4 separate regions of the Mus musculus genome follow, and all the other regions are linked to region 1. The links are chromatin contacts, called in public Hi-C and promoter capture Hi-C maps. All regions are on one chromosome and are shown on one strand. The core of a region is the stretch at or near the end of the contact, and the rest is flanking DNA. Distances in the headings are between cores, read along the strand shown.

What was found. Promoter capture Hi-C pulls out the DNA fragments that hold promoters and counts their contacts. Hi-C and Micro-C count contacts between places; a contact is called where the count stands out from the background.
Region 2: a contact with region 1 is called in a Hi-C map of cortical neurons, with 3 times the contacts expected there. The contact joins two enhancer-like sites. A contact is called at or near these places in 1 of 15 datasets of contacts at CTCF or cohesin (pro-B cells), 4 of 484 Hi-C or Micro-C datasets (cerebral cortex, cortical neurons and granulosa cells) and 3 of 115 datasets of contacts at active chromatin or transcription factors (SST interneurons, VIP interneurons and large pre-B cells).
Region 3: a promoter capture Hi-C map of hippocampal neurons shows a contact between it and region 1, with 4 times the contacts expected there. The contact joins the promoter of Pttg1 here to the enhancer-like site in region 1. A contact is called at or near these places in 3 of 39 promoter capture datasets (the C10 cell line, cranial neural crest and hippocampal neurons) and 1 of 15 datasets of contacts at CTCF or cohesin (large pre-B cells).
Region 4: a Hi-C map of cortical neurons shows a contact between it and region 1. The contact joins two enhancer-like sites. A contact is called at or near these places in 2 of 39 promoter capture datasets (embryonic stem cells and hippocampal neurons), 4 of 484 Hi-C or Micro-C datasets (cerebral cortex, cortical neurons and uterus) and 1 of 115 datasets of contacts at active chromatin or transcription factors (embryonic fibroblasts).

Annotation. Positions count from the first base shown.
Region 1 is chr11:42,607,893-42,610,592 of GRCm38.p6, reverse strand. The region is part of intron 8 of Gabrb2 (gamma-aminobutyric acid (GABA) A receptor, subunit beta 2); the gene reads right to left. Among named protein-coding and RNA genes, the nearest start is that of Gm34591, 190 kb to the right of the region's middle. Within about 2 kb of position 1,287, at least 17 of the 459 cell types and tissues checked have an H3K27ac peak or open chromatin away from gene starts, as enhancers often do. A contact at or near this core is called in SST interneurons, cortical neurons and hippocampal neurons, where this site is marked.
Region 2 is chr11:43,343,493-43,346,192 of GRCm38.p6, reverse strand. No RefSeq gene overlaps it. Among named protein-coding and RNA genes, the nearest start is that of Mir146, 30 kb to the left of the region's middle. Within about 2 kb of position 1,317, at least 46 of the 459 cell types and tissues checked have an H3K27ac peak or open chromatin away from gene starts, as enhancers often do. A contact at or near this core is called in SST interneurons and cortical neurons, where this site is marked.
Region 3 is chr11:43,424,800-43,427,535 of GRCm38.p6, reverse strand. It overlaps Pttg1 (pituitary tumor-transforming gene 1), which reads left to right and starts at 1,285. Exons shown (of 6, transcript NM_001131054.2): 1 at 1,285-1,335; 2 at 1,855-1,953; 3 at 2,639-2,736. The coding sequence starts at 1,866.
Region 4 is chr11:43,268,982-43,271,778 of GRCm38.p6, reverse strand. No RefSeq gene overlaps it. Among named protein-coding and RNA genes, the nearest start is that of Gm12146, 46 kb to the right of the region's middle. Within about 2 kb of position 1,333, at least 34 of the 459 cell types and tissues checked have an H3K27ac peak or open chromatin away from gene starts, as enhancers often do. A contact at or near this core is called in cortical neurons and hippocampal neurons, where this site is marked.

The DNA.
Region 1 (2,700 bases), core at 38-2,537:
TCTCAGATCTATACTTCCTCTCCAACAGAGTAGCAGTGACTTCCTGTCCCCATGGTGAAGCTGATGGCTTTAAACCAAACTTGTTACTCCTCCCCTTCCCCTTGGCAGTGATTGGTGCTGCAATTGAAAAGACAGAGTGGTCTATAGAAAGGAAGATTCCTTCCTAGTAGGCTCCTGCATACAAAGGAAATGCCCCTTTCTCTTTCTGGGCAAGAAAGAGGAAATAGGTAATCTTTTTGCTAACCTGGAAGTTAACGTCAGAACAAAGTATCATTTCTAAGTAAGATTTGGTATTGTCTGTCCTGATATCTTCCTTTCTCTTGTTTTATTCCCATTAAGCAGTGATAGAAAACCAGAAGAATTTCATTATAATAATTAACAGCCTCTTCAGATAAAATTTGACCCATAATTTGGTAAGAGTGTATATGTGCATGTGTGTTCACCTTTCTCTCTCTCTCTCTCTCTCTCTCTCTCTCTCTCTCTCTCTCTCTCTCTCTCTCTCTCTATCTCTCTCTCTCTGTGTGTGTGTGTGTGTGTGTTTGTGGTTGTTTATTTGAGACAAGTCATTACTCTGTAGCCCAGGCTGGCCTAGGATTCACTATGTAAGGTTCCTGCTATCAACTTCCCGATATCCTTCTGACTCAGTTTCCTGAGTGCTGGGATTACATCGTACAAGGCTAAAAGTAGTAATCTTTTCAGGAAAATTCAATGATGCCTCACATTTTAAATAAAATTTTCCTGAATATATTTAAGTCACTTAAACAAATTCAGTGTATATTCAGATCTTTTAGCTTGCTACTTTCTACAACATCAAAGTGAACTTGAAAGGTTAGGTGTGCCATGTCTGTTATTTTCACAAACAAGACAACTAAAGACAAGTGAGGCTCTTTAGTGAAAGTCTCAGAGTTGTTTCAGAGACTTAGCTACACAAAGTCCTCTGGCTTTATGAATCCAAATTAGATTCTGTGACTGGTTCCGACAGTTATAGAAGTGAGAGGAAAGTTATTTTAAAACAGCTTCACATGCAATCTGTGATTAAAATGTGCAACTCAGAGCGAGATAGAAAAAAGATAATCTAAGCATGCATTCTACTTTATATAGCCCTAGCTCAATAACTTACTAGCTTCTGTGGGATCCTGAATAAATCCCTGGAATCTCTGGGCTTTAGCTTCTGTACATTACATGAGAGAATTATTAGAGGTGATGTCGCCTATTCTTAAGTTTATGCTAGGCACTGGTAATAGACCAGCTGGTCCTGGACTCAATTGCAGCATCCTCAATGTAGCTCTCAAGGCAACAGCCATGAGTCATGCAGAGTTGATATCCAGAGGGCTCACTTGCATTCCCTCAGCTAGATCCTTGCTTTTTCCTATGAACCATAGATCAGTTGCTTTGGCATTGCTGGAAAGTGTGTGTGGAGATTACAGAATCTCAAATCTTAAGACACAACAGACTAAGAGTTTGTACTCTAGCAGTGTCCTTAGGCTACATGAATGCATATTAGACATTGAGATAAAATGGGATAAATCATCTAGCCCTAACCATGCTACTTGACCTTCTAAAAGTCGCTGATATCTGGTTGTTGTTTTAAAAAGTCAACTTTGGAATTATGCATGCATACATATGCTATTCCTGACTCAAGCATGTGGGTTCCTCATAAGCGAGGTTCTGAATAGAGCCTCCAGGAAAAAGGGAGCTGCAGAGGGAGCTATAAACTCTACAGCAGCCACGAATTTCTTACTCAGCTGTGGTCTAATGACTTTTGAGCATTTGGCCAATTACATGGTGAATTACCCTAGTGAACACTTGTCAAATGCACCCTCTACTCTGCCTCCTAAGGTCTCTCTCCTTAGAACTAATGTTAATCTGACACAACCTTGTCAAATATCCCTGTGCTAGTTCTAACACCCAATTTCCCCTAGCTTGGGCGTTTGAAGATGATGGCAGACAGTGCATGTTGCTAAACTTTAAAACACAGAGCAAAGAAATGAACGAAAAAAATATAAATTTAGAATATATGGCAGAACACTGTGCTCAAGTGATGTCCTGATATTTCCCCAAAGGAGAAATTCCTGTCTGTATTCTTGGTCAAATTTTGAAATCTTTCAAATCAAAAGAACCCAGGTTCAAATGACATGTTAGTCTCTTATGTTATGAATTATCAAATGAGTTTCTTGGATCAAAACTGTATTTTCTGGGACTAAAGGGTTTGTAGAGCAAGTGTACAAGCTTATGTTTTTGTGGTCATGTGAATTTTGGGGGGAGTTTGCTAAAATTTACCTTGTCAGGCAATCAGAAATTCTGACCTAATAAGCTAGAAGTAGAGCTAAGAGTTACTTATTAGCATACTGGTGATTAAAATGTTGTTTCCTAAAGATGACCCTCTATGTAGTTGTGTTTTGGGGCACTGGATAACAGAAAATGATTCAAGTAGAAGTCAGTTTGACTGACTTCTGAGTTTGCACACTCTTGGTGAGTATTAGCTTTTAAGAGATATCAATATTTGAGACTCTGATAATTTGAGCATTTCTACAGAGTGGTCCAAGCTGAGGGTAGAATGGTTTCTATTCAGTCAGAATGCTGTCCTGTGTAGTCACTTCTGTCAGAGGCATTTTTTTTTTACTTTGATAAAGAGTTTAAGATGCCATGCAGATAAAATTATTATGCACTTTTAACTCATAGACTAGAAGACAGTGCTAT
Region 2 (2,700 bases), core at 68-2,567, 740 kb before region 1:
TGATCTAAGATTGTGTCTCCTAGTAATATCAGAAGCTGTACTCATGAAGTCTCACCACTAAGACTGTCCAAGTGTGAGCTGAACAAGGATGGCACCAGTGGACATGACAGATTGGATAGGGGAAAGCCCATGAAGTCTCAGCCCCACATAAAGAGCTCTAGGCACCTGAATAAAGCAGAGAGTGGGATGGGGTGGACCTCCCCAGGGAAGAGCATACCAGATGGTTGCCAAGTGCCACACTGCCAGCCCTGTAAACACACATACAATTAATCAGACTAGCTAAACAGGTTGCATTCCTGAATACGTTCTATCTATCTATCTATCTATCTATCTATCTATCTATCTATCTATCTATCTATCTATCTATCAATCTATCTATCTATCTATCTATCTATCTATCTATCTATCTATCTATCTATCTATCTAATACATGTAATGACAATTAGTGAAAAAGAGGACATAGATTTGAGGGAGAGTGGGGAGGGCTTGGAGGTAGGAAAGGGAGGGGAGAAATGTAATTAAATTAAATAAAAAACATTGACCACTGTTTTTGTTTGTTTGTTTGTTTTGGATGGCATCAGCCCTGAACCTTTAACAAGTGCAGAGCATCCTGTGATAACTGACCCAGGCATCTATAATGGGCAGGTTCCTGTTGACCCCACCTGTGCCCTTCAGGTTACTCTCCTTGTCTTTGCTGGGGAAGAATTTTGATGTCTTTCAGATTATCTTTTCCAGCATTTCCATTGTTTAGCAAGGGGAGATGGCTTCTGAGCTCATATGAGATCTGCATGCGAACACAGGCTTTTGGAGCCACCTGCTCTGCTGGCTGCTCATCATAGAGTGTAGCTGGGAAGGAAAGACAAAGGGACCTCGAATTTCTCTGTGCGGGCCATTTACAGAACATTGGGGAAAATGCCTCTTGTTCACTATTTTGTGTTCGCTGTGTCTGTATTCTGTGCTTCAAGTATCCAAAATACTGTCCCCAGATAATAGCTTATATGGTACATTTGGTCTGGTCCTCTTTCCTGTGTCCCTAAACAGTTTAAACCCTCCATATCCTCTTCCTGTCCTAGTCCTGCCCCGCCTTTGTGTTCCCCCAGGACTATGTTTCCCAAGGGTGATTGCCACATCCTGACAGCTGCCCAGTCACAAGCTAAATATAAACCCTTCAGACAGCAAGTAAGCCCCTCTGGTTATCTGCTCCTTTGTGTAGCTTATTATCCTCCCAAATCAAACTCCAGAGGAGACTCACAGATCATGCATGCTGGGCAGGGCCGGTGGGGTGCGTGCGTCTGACTGGGTAAACCAAACAAACGAAAGCGTTGTGAGTCAGCTGTACCCTTTCAGCAGAGCGCCGGGTCTGCACTTCAGACAAACCCTCCAATCCTCAGACGTTGATTTTCAAAGCAAATTGCTGCATGTCGCATCAATACTGGGAGCAGATGTAATAGTCTGGTGAGCTGGCTGCATGCAGCCAAGTGCAGGGACATAGAATCAAGGGCAGAGAGTAGCTGGCACACTGAGGCTTGTATTATCTATATGGCTCTGCCTTCCTTACAGGACCATAGGAAATGGAGGCACGGTGGGCAGAGGAACCCAGGTCTCTGGTTGTCTTAGAGACTGCGAAGCCCAGGGCTATGTCTTTATAGTGACCCATGGTAAGGTCTGGGGCTGCATATGGCCTTCTGGCTGCGAGGATTCTTAACACAGAGGGCAGCTTGGGATCTCCAGGGGCTACAGGCTTAGTCAAGGCCAAAAGCTGTCATGCTGAAATAGCCAAGGCCTGAAGGAAAACAGATTTTTTTTTTTTCTTCCAGAAATTGGTGGTCTATTTCAAACCTTGTGTGCAAATGCTCAAGAAACAGGACCAAGGGAGGAATTAATGTTTGGAAAAGGCTCTGGGGTTGATGCCATTCTGCAATTTTTCTGTGCCTGGATTTCCCTCATGTTTCTCTAGAGGTTCACCTTCTTGGCCACTACATGTGGTCCCAGGACCTTGTTTCCTCTCACATTGTATTCTCTCTCCTAACGATATAACCCTAGCTAAGCCAAGCACTTCTTTCCACTCCTCCTCCTCCTCTTCCTCCCTCTCCTCCTCCTTTTTCTCCCCTCCTCTCCTCCTCCTCCTCCTCCTCCTCCTCCTCCTCCTCCTCCTCCTCCTCCTCCTCCTCCTCCTCCTCCCCCCTTTTTCTTACCCGAGACAAGAGCTCACTGTGTGTTACCTAACTAGCCTGGGGAAACTCAGTATGTAAACCAGGCTGACCTTGACCTGACCAATATCTTTCTGCCTCTGCTTCACAAGTGCTTCCATTAAAAGGAGTGTGCCTTTAGTCAGGCCCAACTTTCCCCTCTGTTTCCATGCATCACATTTAAATACAAAAGTCACGTCTGTTTCCTACCAGCTGCAAATGGAATACCTGACTTCACCATTTGGATGTCTTGAAATCAGCATTTTGAGAGTGAGCCTGCAATCACCCATCTGTGCTTTCTGATGTTTCTTACCTCATTGAACAGCAACCACAATGCAGTTAAATAAGTCAGAGACTTTGTCGAAATCTCGTATCTCTTCCCCGCTTGCAATGCTGTGCTTAGCCTTGCGTTGATTACTTGACTCAGACATATTTTTAACCTGCCCACCTTTCCCTTTTATGACTCTGACTCCTTCTGAAACTACTACCGTGTCTTGCTTGGACTAACAGA
Region 3 (2,736 bases), core at 36-2,535, 820 kb before region 1:
ACCAGTCACACATCAGCATCTCCTGTGGCTCCATAGAGCTGAGGACTTTACAAGCTGTCACAACCTTTGTAGAAAGGGTCTGTCCAGCAGGAGGGGGTGGGGTGGGGTGGGTGAAATTCCTAGTACAAGTATCCCAGTATCAATCATGGAACTTTAGAATGTTTTCAGGAACACACAAAGGAGACTAAGGAACTTTTATGTTAATTAAATATAATCACACACATAGCAGAAAGTGTGCAGGGGGAGGCTCCAATGTTATTATTAACAATGCTTATTTCAATGGGAAGTCCTGGGCTCTTGAATAATCTCCATTCTTTGTCTTCAAACCTGCCAAATTTCCACAAGTTCTAAAAATAAGCAGAGATTAACTACTACTTAAGAGGCAAAGGCAGGCAGATGTCTTAAGTTCCAGGCCATCCTGGTCTACATAGTGATTCCCAGGACAGCCAGGGTCTTCTTCAAGATCAGTAAGTGCTTGTAACTGCCCAGGAATCTCTCCAGTCTTGGATAGGTTTTGGTGGGGGCCGATCCAAGACCCAAACCATCTTCTCAGTAGATTAGTGCCTCTGACTTTGACTTGAAGATTTAAGGTCTGGATTAAACCTCTTGGCTTCTTCAGTTAAGTTTTTATGTACATGTTGGTCTCTTCTACTACTTATTCCTTTTTAGTCTTCTCCAAACTCCAGTATCTACTGCGCAGGCCTGTTCCCCTAGAGATTACACTCTGGCTACTCTGATCTGAGCTCTGAGGCAGGAGAATCTTGAGTCAGAAGCAGGCCTGGGCTAGTGAGTTTCCGAAAAGCCTGAACTGGGTAGTAAGAGACTTTTTCAAAGAAGCCAAAACCATAAAAGTGAGCCTGGAGCAGTGGCACAGCCACTAATCTAGTCCTTGGAAGACCGGAAGCAGTCTCAGGAGTTAAAAGTGATTGTCATTCACCATCCATTGCACAGTTCAAGGACAGTCTGAGTCCTGTGAAAACCTGTTTCCAAAAAAAAAAAAAAAAAAAAAAAAAAAGCCCTTCAAATTTAAAGGGACAAGACGTTTATTGGGTGAGTACCTTCTCGCAGGTCCATGTCGTGGCAAACAAAAAGCCTCTCACAGGAGTTTTGGACAATGTACGATTCTAGTTTGTTTGTTTGTTTTTTTTTTTTTTTGGTTTTGTTTAGTTTTGTTTTCCTTAATACTTTGGAGACAGACGCGAGAGCTGGGCGGTGGCTGAAAACTTCCGTTGCTCCCATTGGTTCTCAGGCTGTAGGCCCCACCTCCTCTCGGAGGGACCAATTGAGTTACAGTTTAAACTGCGGTGTGCCGGGTCGTTGGTGGCGCAGTCTTCGGTGAGTTTAGCTGTGAGCTCGTCGTGGGTGAGGGCGTCTTGGGCGAGCTTGGGGTGGCGGGGAGGGCAGACCCGGGACTGGAGGTTGAAGCAGGGTCGGGACGTGTGCTTCACTCGGCCCCGCGTCCCGAGGCGCTCTTGTCGTGCTCGACCCACAGCAACGCTGTTTTTACTTTTCTTCTTCCCTCCCCACTTCAGGATCTCAAGCAGCCCTGGCTGGTCTTGAACTTGTTATGTAGCAGGAGGCCAAATTTGAGCATCCTCTTGGCTTCTCTTTATAGCAGAGATTGTAGGCTGGAGACAGTTTTGATGGGTGCCAACATAAACTGATTTCTGTAAGAGTTGAGTGTTTTATGACCCTGGCGTGCAGATTTAGGATCTGGATTAAGCCTGTTGACTTCTCCAGCTACTTATAAATTTTTGTGCATAGGTGCCCTGGGTAAAGCTTGGTCTCTGTTACTGCGTAGTTTTTCCAGCCGTCCTCAATGCCAATATCCTAATATTCAGGTCTCTCCCTTAGAGTAATCCAGAATGGCTACTCTTATCTTTGTTGATAAGGATAATGAAGAACCCGGCCGCCGTTTGGCATCTAAGGATGGGTTGAAGCTGGGCACTGGTGGTAAGTATTTCCTGCCTTGAGATACACAGGTGTTGTGAATGGTCCCAGCCTACAGTTCCCAATGTAACCTAGGGGGGCCTTGAACTTCTGATCCTTTGACTCCACCTGCCCAGTGCAGTGATTACAGGCATGGGCCACCTTGCCTGGCTTATGCACTGCCGGGAATGGAACTTGGAGCTTTTCAAATGCTACTAAGTCACGTGTCCAGGCGCTCTGCTTAAATCGGTTTTTTGAGACATAGCTTTAACTGGCCTGGGATTTGCTATGCAGATCAGGCTGGCCTTGAACTCAGGAGATCCACTTACCCCTGACTCCTAAATTCTGGGATTAAAGGCGTGCGCCATGGTGCCTATGTTCATACTTATTGTCTTAATGAGGTTATTTAGAGTGCTAAGTAACTGCCCCAAATGAGGCACAGGTTTGTGTGTAAGAATTGAGTTAAGTTGTATGGCCTAATCTTTAAGAGCAATACATTTATTACCTTTATTTGTGTATGTGTGGGGTCACACGCATGCCGTGGTGTGCCTGTGGAGGTCAGAGGACAACCTGTGGAAATTGGTTTTCCTTATACTGTGTGGGTTCTGGGGACTGAATTCAGGTTGTCTGGTTTAGCCGAAAGCTCCTTTATTTACCCACTGAGTCTGTGATTTTTTTTTTTTTTTAATGATTATCCCTTTTTCAACAGTCAAGGCCTTAGATGGGAAATTGCAGGTTTCAACGCCTCGAGTCGGCAAAGTGTTCAATGCTCCAGCCGTGCCTAAAGCCAGCAGAAAGGCTTTGGGG
Region 4 (2,797 bases), core at 84-2,583, 660 kb before region 1:
TGTTCCATTTGCTGTCACTTTTCACCTTTTCCCTACTTCCTCAATCCCTCCCCTCTCACAGGGAGCCAGGTTGACCTCATAAGCTGCAACTTCTCCACGTTGACTTTCCTCTTTGCTGTCTAAGGTTCTAATGATTTACTAACTCATTTCCAGACTTTTCTCTTTGTCACTGTCTTCAATATTTCCTTTGTTGGCTTGGATTCATTCTGTAGCAGAGTCATATGGGGGACACTTCTATTCAGCCATCTGGGTGTTTCTCCTCCAGCCTGTCAGCCTCCTGGATCTGTCAGCCTGGACCAAGAGACCTTGATCTGGCCAAGAAAATCTGCCATAGATTATTGCTGGCATGTCTTGTTTTCTTATCATCCATACCCTCCATACATTTCCATACCCACCTACGCCACCTCTAGATGATCTCTCTGCTGGGATTTCCTGATCATCTCCTGCTTCTGGCTCACTCTAGTATCTCTTAGACCTCTCAAGATAAACCCCAGTAGCTGATTTAATGTAAGCATGGTAGCTTTCTTTTGCCTTCCAGGTTTTTAGCACTTCACCAGTTTCACAACTAGAACAGATTTTAGAGACCAGCTCTCAGTTTCTAACATTTGTGACCCACAGAGTAAAATGGAGAAGATACCTATATAATGTCAGACCTAGAATATGAAGCTGTAGGATAAGAGCCAATTAGGGTAATGTGAGATGGGAATCCAATCCTCTATTTGGATTGCGTCTTCCCAGTGGTTTTGAGGAATACAGTTTAGCATTCCAACTGATTTGTTAACTCTTTTTTTTGGGGGGGATGAACAGAATCTTGAAGGAGATAGAGTAATTTGTTCAAGGTCACCCAGTGGATTAGTTCAGAATTTGAATCAAGGCTTTCTTAGCTTTACCACTTTCTGTAGATCCACAAATAAGACAGACTACAGGGGACTTTCAAGGGAATGATCAAAGAGTGTCTACCTCCTATTAACCCATCATCCCTTCAAAGTCTCACAGTCCGTCAATAGGTCCCTATGAAAATCATCAATATCATTTCCTCTTGAAACGTCTCCCTCCTGCCCTGATATAAATGCATTGCTGGCTTGTTAATTTTAGTTGGAAAATCGGAGACCTAGTGACAACCACTACTGCACAGGGCTCCTCTGCTGTTCAATAAATGCTAATAAACGGCAATCTGCAGTCTTAACAATTGCTTCTGCCTGAACCCAGATGCAAGGGCAAAGATTACTTTGGTCTGAATTGGATTTGAAAAGGCTGAAGGAACAGGCTTTGAGTGCGCAGTGGAAATGCCAGTTGAATATTAATTACTGCTGCGCTGCCGGATTGTGGAAGGGTGTAGTGGTTCAGCGCAGAGACAAGAGGGACTAGCAAAAGCCTTCAGAATGCTTGTGCTTGTGGAATCCAAGAGCGTGGCTTCAAACAGAGGCTTGGGAGCCTGGGGGTGGCTTTTTCTACAGCTCTCCCAGTGTTCCGAGAGCACTTCTGCTCTTGCAATTTGCTCATTTTATTTACTCTTCAGAATCATCATAGTGACTCAGCCAGGAGCTGTCTTACGGGCAGGTTTTAATTAGTGGCCTGGGAATTCAAAAAGTAGCAGGGAGGTACATAGGGGTTCCAGAAGCTACTTGCCCCACTAATTATTTCGAACACTCCAAGAATGGAATACTCATGCCTCTAGTGATTCCCAACACACAGTTACGACCAGCCTGCCTTACACAGTTATCCCCCTGACCCCAGCATTAGTCGTGTGTCGCATGTGAAGGATAGAGATTTGCTTATGAACATACTGAGGTGATTTCCATATATTCCCACCCCTAGCAATCTTTTAAATTATGGATACTAAATTATGTCCTACAGATTTAGCTGACCAATAGACACATGACTAATTGTTTCTTTCCATTTGAAATGTGAGCCTCCTGGTGGGCTGTATGTTTTGGTGCAATTATATCAGCCCCAGGCCAGAGCTGGGCCATTTTAGCCACCTGAAGAGTGTGCTAATTGTCCTGAAGTATACTGCCTGATGTGTGTCTCATTGCTGTAGTGGTTTTAATGGGAATTTCTAATTAAAAATAAGAAGAGAGTCAGGGTTGGATGCCTTCCTCCTGCATTACAGTTCAGGCAGAGCCCCCTTGAGCATGCTCATGTGATCAAGCCCATGAGGGGAGGCAGCTAGGGCAGAGACTAGCGTGTGTCTGGTTTGTCTAGTAGGTACAGCTCAGGCTGTTGGAGCTCTCATTAGATCTGGGCCAATGTCAACATGTCTTCCCTCATGCCACTTCTCCCAGGCTCTGTGTCAGTGTGTGGAGTGTGTGCCAGTGGGGACTCTGGGAAGAAACAAGGCAGGGATTTTAATCAGCTGGAGTTTCAGGCTGACATCTGGAAGGAGTTCATGACATAAGATTGTTCTAGAAAATCATAGTCACACCCCACTGCTTCCAAAAGACCAGGTTCCCTGGTGATTCAGTAAGTGGTCCAAGAGTCTTATCAGATGAGAATATCAGCTCTGTCCTTATTAACAGTACATTCTTGGAAAAGCCACTTAACTCTTTTGAGCCTTGGCATACTTCCTTATAAAGTGAGGATAACTAACAATAGAAACTCTGATGGCATATTGGTGGACATTTGCTTAAGACATTTTTGTATTGTACATGGTGAGTCACATTTCCTCCCCATGCCCCAAACCCATATTCTTACTACCTTGTTCACAGTCTAATAACACAGAGGACAGGAGAAGAGTGAGACCAAGTTCTGAGACTATTAGTCAAAAGTAGAGACTAGAAAGAAAAGGCAACAAAAG